Linked DNA regions of Mus musculus: region 2 is linked to region 1. The links are chromatin contacts, called in public Micro-C maps. All regions are on one chromosome and are shown on one strand. The core of a region is the stretch at or near the end of the contact, and the rest is flanking DNA. Distances in the headings are between cores, read along the strand shown.

Evidence for each region. Hi-C and Micro-C count contacts between places; a contact is called where the count stands out from the background.
Region 2: a contact with region 1 is called in a Micro-C map of macrophages, with 2.8 times the contacts expected there. The contact joins two enhancer-like sites. A contact is called at or near these places in 1 of 15 datasets of contacts at CTCF or cohesin (the NIH/3T3 cell line), 3 of 484 Hi-C or Micro-C datasets (the HPC-7 cell line, embryonic somatosensory cortex and macrophages), 5 of 115 datasets of contacts at active chromatin or transcription factors (DN3 thymocytes, embryonic stem cells, large pre-B cells and 2 more) and 2 of 9 other capture datasets (embryonic stem cells and liver).

The regions. Positions count from the first base shown.
Region 1 is chr4:95,339,491-95,342,783 of GRCm38.p6, reverse strand. No RefSeq gene overlaps it. Among named protein-coding and RNA genes, the nearest start is that of Gm32240, 130 kb to the right of the region's middle. Within about 2 kb of position 1,608, at least 10 of the 459 cell types and tissues checked have an H3K27ac peak or open chromatin away from gene starts, as enhancers often do. A contact at or near this core is called in macrophages, where this site is marked.
Region 2 is chr4:95,849,047-95,852,339 of GRCm38.p6, reverse strand. It overlaps Fggy (FGGY carbohydrate kinase domain containing), which reads right to left. Exons shown (of 16, transcript NM_001113412.1): 14 at 2,664-2,758. Among named protein-coding and RNA genes, the nearest start is that of Hook1, 120 kb to the left of the region's middle. Within about 2 kb of position 1,804, at least 89 of the 459 cell types and tissues checked have an H3K27ac peak or open chromatin away from gene starts, as enhancers often do. A contact at or near this core is called in macrophages, where this site is marked.

The sequences.
Region 1 (3,293 bases), core at 359-2,858:
TCAGAGTAAACTGTTCTTGTCTTGATGCAGTCAGACCAGAAAACAGAAGCATTCAAGAGCATTCTAATGCTGCTCTCTTGGTCCTACTGCTACTGCATTTGTCTGTAGTGCTGAGGATCACACTCAGGGCTTCACACATGTGACACTTGCATTGTATAAGTGTGTGTGTGTGTGTGTGTGTGTGTGTGTGTGTGTGTGTGTGTGTGTAAGTCAGGTAAGGTTCTCTATGCTCCAAGACATGTATTATCAAATAAAAATATGACTACCACCAGATTTGGAAAAAAACAAAACAAAACAAGCAAAATGAATTTACTTTTTGTCGGACAGAAGGAAATCACATCACCCAATAAACCAGTTTAGTTGGCGCCCTGAGGCAGAAGTTGAAAGGCCTATGTGATAAGGGAAAGGAAATGAGATTACTACATAAAGCAAGGTTCGTGGTTCAAGACTCCATGGTTAACATATGTTATAGCTTCTTTTGCCAGTGCTCTGGCAAAATACCTGTCAGAAGCAATATAAAGAAGAACAGCTTGTTTTAGATGCTGGTTTAAAGGGACAGAGTCAGTCCTGGTGGAGAAATCATAGCAAGGAACAGGAGGCAACTGGTTACCTTACAGCTCTTTACTCGGGAAGAAGAAAGAACCAGATGCTGGTTGGCTCATTTTCTCCCTTTTTCCTTTTTAGTCACTCTAGGACCCTAATCCATAGGACAGAGCCGTCCATATTCAGGGTGAGTCTGCCCTCCCCAGTTAATCTCTTTGTGTCCAGTCAAGTTGACAGTGAAGACTAGCCATCACAGCTGATGAACTAGATCTTATCCTCTTTGTTATTATACCATGCTGACCAAAATCCCAGAAGAGTTCTCAAGGAAGTCCACAATGCTCACATCAACTCTCTAGTGCAATCCAGGGTCCTAGCGAAGGTGATTTCCCATGATGATAGCTCAGATTGGCAATGACTTGCAACAATTTGTTTCCTACCTCCAACTAATAGATAGGAACTGTAAGAATATCAAATATGAGTCCTTTCTAGCAAATACTATAAAACTTGTGTTTAGGACAAGAAATTAAAATCATTTTCTCTCTCCTACTTTGTAAGACTTTTATACAAATGTTTTAATCCTCCCCACCCAGTAAAACGTTTTGGTTACACAGAGGCCCACTGCTCTAGTCTAGGAATTTGCTACTAGGAGCAGTAACCCTTTCCTCCTAGGAAGAGTTACCCCTTGCCCTTTCTTCCATTTCCTGTGTGCCAATTATTTTCAGCCAGTGGGGAAAAGACATAGCCATCACCTGAGTTAGAATAAAAGCCAAGTGCTCTTCCTGAGAGCACTCTCTTGATCAAGGGTAAAGTTTATTTTGTCCAGATATTTCAGCTGAAGTAGCAGCCTGTTGCAACCCCATACCTACTTCTAGCAGAACTGAAATCCAGACAAGAAATGACAAAGATACCCATTGGTTTCAAAGTTCCCACCTCTTTGGGTGGCCAAATTTTATTGAAAGCCTCAAAAGTTAAGTAGGACAAAGGGTGAGTCTGGGTCCCACTGCAGAAAAGCTCGGGTATGTCATCCTCAACACAAAGCAGATAAAATCCAGATTCTCTGGAAACTGCACCAAGTGATGCAAATGAACCTTATCATTTCATCAGAGCCTTTCTTGAAGAATATGACAAGGGGAATTCATGGAGCAAAGATTGCAAAACCTAATAAAAACGCAATTCTCTTAAATCTTTCAAACTTCCCCTTTTAGAGCGCACTTGAAATGATTGTATGACTTCAGAGGATATATATATATTTTTTTAATTGCAAACTGTATTAGCATTGGCTTAATCCCTCCAGCATGGTATTAACAGTAACCAAAAGTAATACAGCTTTTCAACTAGAATCACTTACATTGAAAATGAGAAATTGAGTACCAAGAAAGACTTCCTTTAAAATGAAAAAAAATTAAGTTTCTGTATGTATAGTGAAAGAAGACGAATTTTCATTGCATTTCCCCCTTACTATTAAATATACAGACTATAACATCTTTAAGAATAAAATATCTATATAAAAGAATTTTAATAAGAAACATTCAAATGGGAAATTAGAAAAGATTAATCAAGAAATTTACTGGGCCAATAATGTTTTAACTTACAATTATTCAAACATTTGATTATGTACCTCCAATTGGAGAGCCAATATTGTCTTAATTTTGATCTCCACAGTAAACTGTAGTACTTTCTCTTAGAAGGAAACATGATAAACTCTACTGACCACTGGTTGGTGCTTTGGGAAAAACTTAAATGAGATAAACACAAAATTACCACATGAAAGCTTGCTTTCCAAATGAACACTGCATCTACTTCACTGAAGCTCAGGGATCCAGAGTAAAGGCCCTGGGATGTGCTCACCACACAGAACCTCAGCTGCACCGATGAACCCTCCTGCTGCGTACTTCTTTTTGAGATTCCTCGTATAAACATCTAATACAAGTGAAACAAGACTTGATGCATTTATAGTATAACTAGCTTTATGAAAACACTCAGAGATGCCAATACAAACACACATACATACATACCCACACACACTTACAGGAAGGAAAGAAAAAAAGGAAGGAAGGAAGGAAGGAAGGAAGGAAGGAAGGAAGGAAGGAAGGAAGGAAGGAAGGAAGGAAGGGGAAAGCTTGGGCAGACTCTGTGCCTTTTTGCAGAGCCACCTTTCATAGTTTCTTCAGGACTTTCATAATGACAAACAATATTGAAATGCCCAAATGAGGAAGTCTCGGGGATGCCAACTATCACTATGCTAACTATACCCAATGCCAGTTTTCATCAGAAGTAATTACAAGATTTTGTGGCTTGATGTCAGCAAAGCAAAGTGTACAATTTCGCTTTAAGAATGGTTTCATTCTGTAATATCCTAATAATGCTGTGATGTCCATTTCAGGAAACACTGATATAACTACAAATAGCTACCAGGTGGCTATGGATATTTGCAAGGACTGTGTTTCCTAAGTTGCCCTCGTCAGGGTATTTTATCCCAGCAACAGGGTATTTTATTCCAGCAACACAAAAAGGAACTTCTACGGAAGCTTTCTGGGGACTGACTACAGGTCATCACAATGCAGAGCCTGAGACCTCCCTGTGAGTTCTTTCATGACTGTGGCCCGAAGCAGCTGTGACATCAGTGTTGTCATTCTCTTGTCTCAGCCCAGCTTTCTGAAAGTCAGAAACTGCAAATGATGTCTCCATGTTCACACAGACTATGATGGATGGCTAGGCATGCTGGTCATCTTCAAGTCTCCTTCCTGCAG
Region 2 (3,293 bases), core at 555-3,054, 510 kb before region 1:
TTCAACCTTTATTCTTGAGTCCCTCATTTAAAAAGGGAATACTGAGAAGATATGGAAGGGTAGGAAAGGGTCAGAGAAGAGGGGCAAAGCCCTTGACGCTGAAACTCTGCATGGAGGAAAGAGCAGGGGGCATGAGAAAAGAATTGCCCCTATGTGCCAGCGCACGTGATAGCAATGGAACCTGGACTCAGCCCCTCTCTCTAACACTACTCTTGTAAAGTTCACCCATTCTCTTTTTCCTTTAGCTGACTAAATCCTCTCAGATTTCTGGTATGTAGAAGTTAGCAGTAACTTCTAGTAAAACCATTATTATGGCTCCCTTTGATCCACTGGTATTGGAAAAGGAAGGTATAAGCTCTACCCAAGCCTGATGTCACTCATGGCCACAGGAAATCGGGACAGGTTCTCTTCAAGCACATATAAGCTCTTTCTCTAATTTTCCAACCATGTCTTCTTCAACCCATGATCTTAGCCCTTCCTTTATCTGAAGGAGATGACCCTGGCAGTGTTTTCGGAGTCAGCCTATCTAGGTAAGATCCATCAACCATGACAGCTGAGGGAACTGGGTATCTGGCAGGAAGCACTCATCTTTCTTAGGCCCTGTGAGGACCAAGCTAGAATCTTGGAAGTTCTAAGAAAAGTCTGTGTTGAAGTTTAGGCTGAAAAGTATGAATCACAGACAGGATCATCTTGTGGAGTCTAAGCTAGTCTCAGGCTTGGTGAGCTCCATTTGCTTCTTTTTGGAGGAAATAAGAAGAATGCCAAGTGCATGTATTTATATTTCCAAAGCAGCTCCAGATGCAATCACACTAATGCCACTGCCTCCAGACTGGACCTTTTAGAGACAATTCATCACTACAGTCAGCCCATCCAATGACAATTAGTTGCACATATTATTTCGTATTGAGTAATTGATTAGTTTTTGTTTTGTGTATAGATTGAATGCATAGGTTTATGCATAGGCACCACCCCTGTTCAGGTACTCCCAGAAGCCAGAGAGGGCAGTAGACTCCCTGGTACCGGAGTTACAGATGATAACTCCACAGATGAACCACCTAATGTACTGGAAATTGGATGCAGGTCCTCTGGAAGAGCTGTGAAGTGCTTTAAGCACCAAGCCACATGCCCAGCTCCATTCTTAAACTGGAAATGGGCTTCTGCCACTGGAAGTTTCTAATGGTCTGTGTTTGTAAGTTTTCTGGGTCTCTCTTACAGGCCATGAAAGGGTATTATATGCATTAGGAGAGCTATACTAAAGAACTTAGCACAGGGTCTGCCACACTAGGCAGTCACAGCAAATTGAATTCTAATTATTGGGGTACTGTTAGAACACCTGGTTTGTCACTTAACACTGGGGCATGCGGGCAAGTGGTTGAAGTGCCTGGTTCTCAGCTGGTAGCTGGGGGTCTGACTTTCTTCCAGCTCTATACTGGCTGTTTCATGAGCTTGGCCAAGAGCTAGTACTCTGCTTCCAGGATTGGCTCAGCAACCAAGGATGTGTTCTACAGTGTCTAATATCTGCTCTACAAACCTCATCAGCCCAAGAGGACTACCAAAGCTCCAAGCATCAGATCTCACAAAAAAAAAAAAAAAAAAAAAAAAAAAAAGAAAAGAAAAGAAAAGAAAAAAGAAAAGAAAAGAAAAGAAAAGAAAAGAAAAGAAAAGAAAAGAAAGAGAAAAGATACAAGAGGAGAGGAAGATTGCCTAACTTCCCCATTTCTAAAATGGGGATACGAGAGCTGTGGTGGGGACTATATACGCTCAACCGAGCCATAGGAGAATTTACAAGCCAGCTACTGGCCACTGTTAGAGTTAGGGAAGTACAAGTGCAGAGGAGATGGTTGAGTCCTCAGAGTTTGCGTGTAGGGAGGCCAGCATTTGAGACCAAAAGGTCTAACTGCAGAGCCTGACTGTCATCATAGTCTACCTTATACTCATTTTTTAAAAGGATTTTTGTTGTTGTTATCATTTTAATGCTGGGAGCCTTTAACAACCTCTAGCATGTACAACATCTTTTGTTATTTCACATCAGGAAAAGCTTGTCTCTTACCAGAAACTAGGATGCTTCCTCTTTTTGAAAATAAGAATTATGCAATTTATCATGCTTTTTTTTTTTTTTTTTTTTTTTTTTTTGTCTTGGCTGCCAGGAAGCTCAGAGCAAAATCGTGTACTCAAATCACCACCACCAAATTGTTTCCGGCTTCCTAAACTTTGTTCCTTCTTTTTATTTTTAATTCTTTTTTTTTTTCCCCTCACCAACACTTTCTTTTGTGTTTCTTGTTGGCCCAGGCTTCAAAGGTATTTGGAAAGTGATGCAGATGAAATAAACAAATAAAACACTGAAGCCCATGTGGAAAACCAATATTTTGAGCATCAACTCTTTCACTTGATCAAAGGAAAATGGCCAAGCAGAAACTGAAGCTAAATAATGTAGGAGCTCCTATAAAGAGAGAGAAGCAGAACAATTCACATGAACAGAGGTGAAACCAAAGGGAGGCCACAGTGACTACGTCAGAGGCGGCGAGTGCCTGTGATTCTCTGGCTGCAACCTATCATTCCCTAATTATATCCTGTATGTGTTTTGCAAGCTGTGAGCTGCTGTCAAGAGGACAGACAGCCTCAGACAGGGCAGGGACCACAGCCACCCATGGATCCTAACATACCTGCACAGAAGTGAAGTCCCCTGAGGCACAGGCACCCAGAATAGCAGCTCCCACGAGGACAGACTCCACCTCTTGTGACAGGACCACAGGCATGCCTGCACAGGACAAAGTCATACCTTGGTTAACAGTAGAACCAGGGCTGTGAGGAGCCAGCAAACACCTCTGGAGGCAAACCCGCTGATGTCAAAGCAGCAGTACTTTATACCTCCCCGAAGTCCCCAGTCCTTGGGATTTGGGTTTTGGGAGATTTCTCTGCCTTGTGATGGCCAGTGTACCAGCCACAAGCCTCAAGGTGGCCAATACCATACCTATCAACTTGTAAGGCTTTGGCACCCAGGTTCCTGGTTTACCTCTAACTTTATCACATGTTTTGCTGGGCCCAGTAAAGGCTGAAATGAAAGGCTGTTCCCTGCTAATCCAGTCTCAGATGGGCTGATGGATACAGGCCATGGAAGGGCTGGTTCTCTGACTCATCTCCAGTACAAGCCATAATCCTTAGATAGTCTGGTAAGACCCTTACCATCTGGCTTCTCTTTTTCCTAGCCACCACATGAACCTACTTTCCTTGTGATTTCTTGAGTTGGTTTCAGAGCTCTTCCAGATGTCCATGTAACTGGCTCTTCACCACAG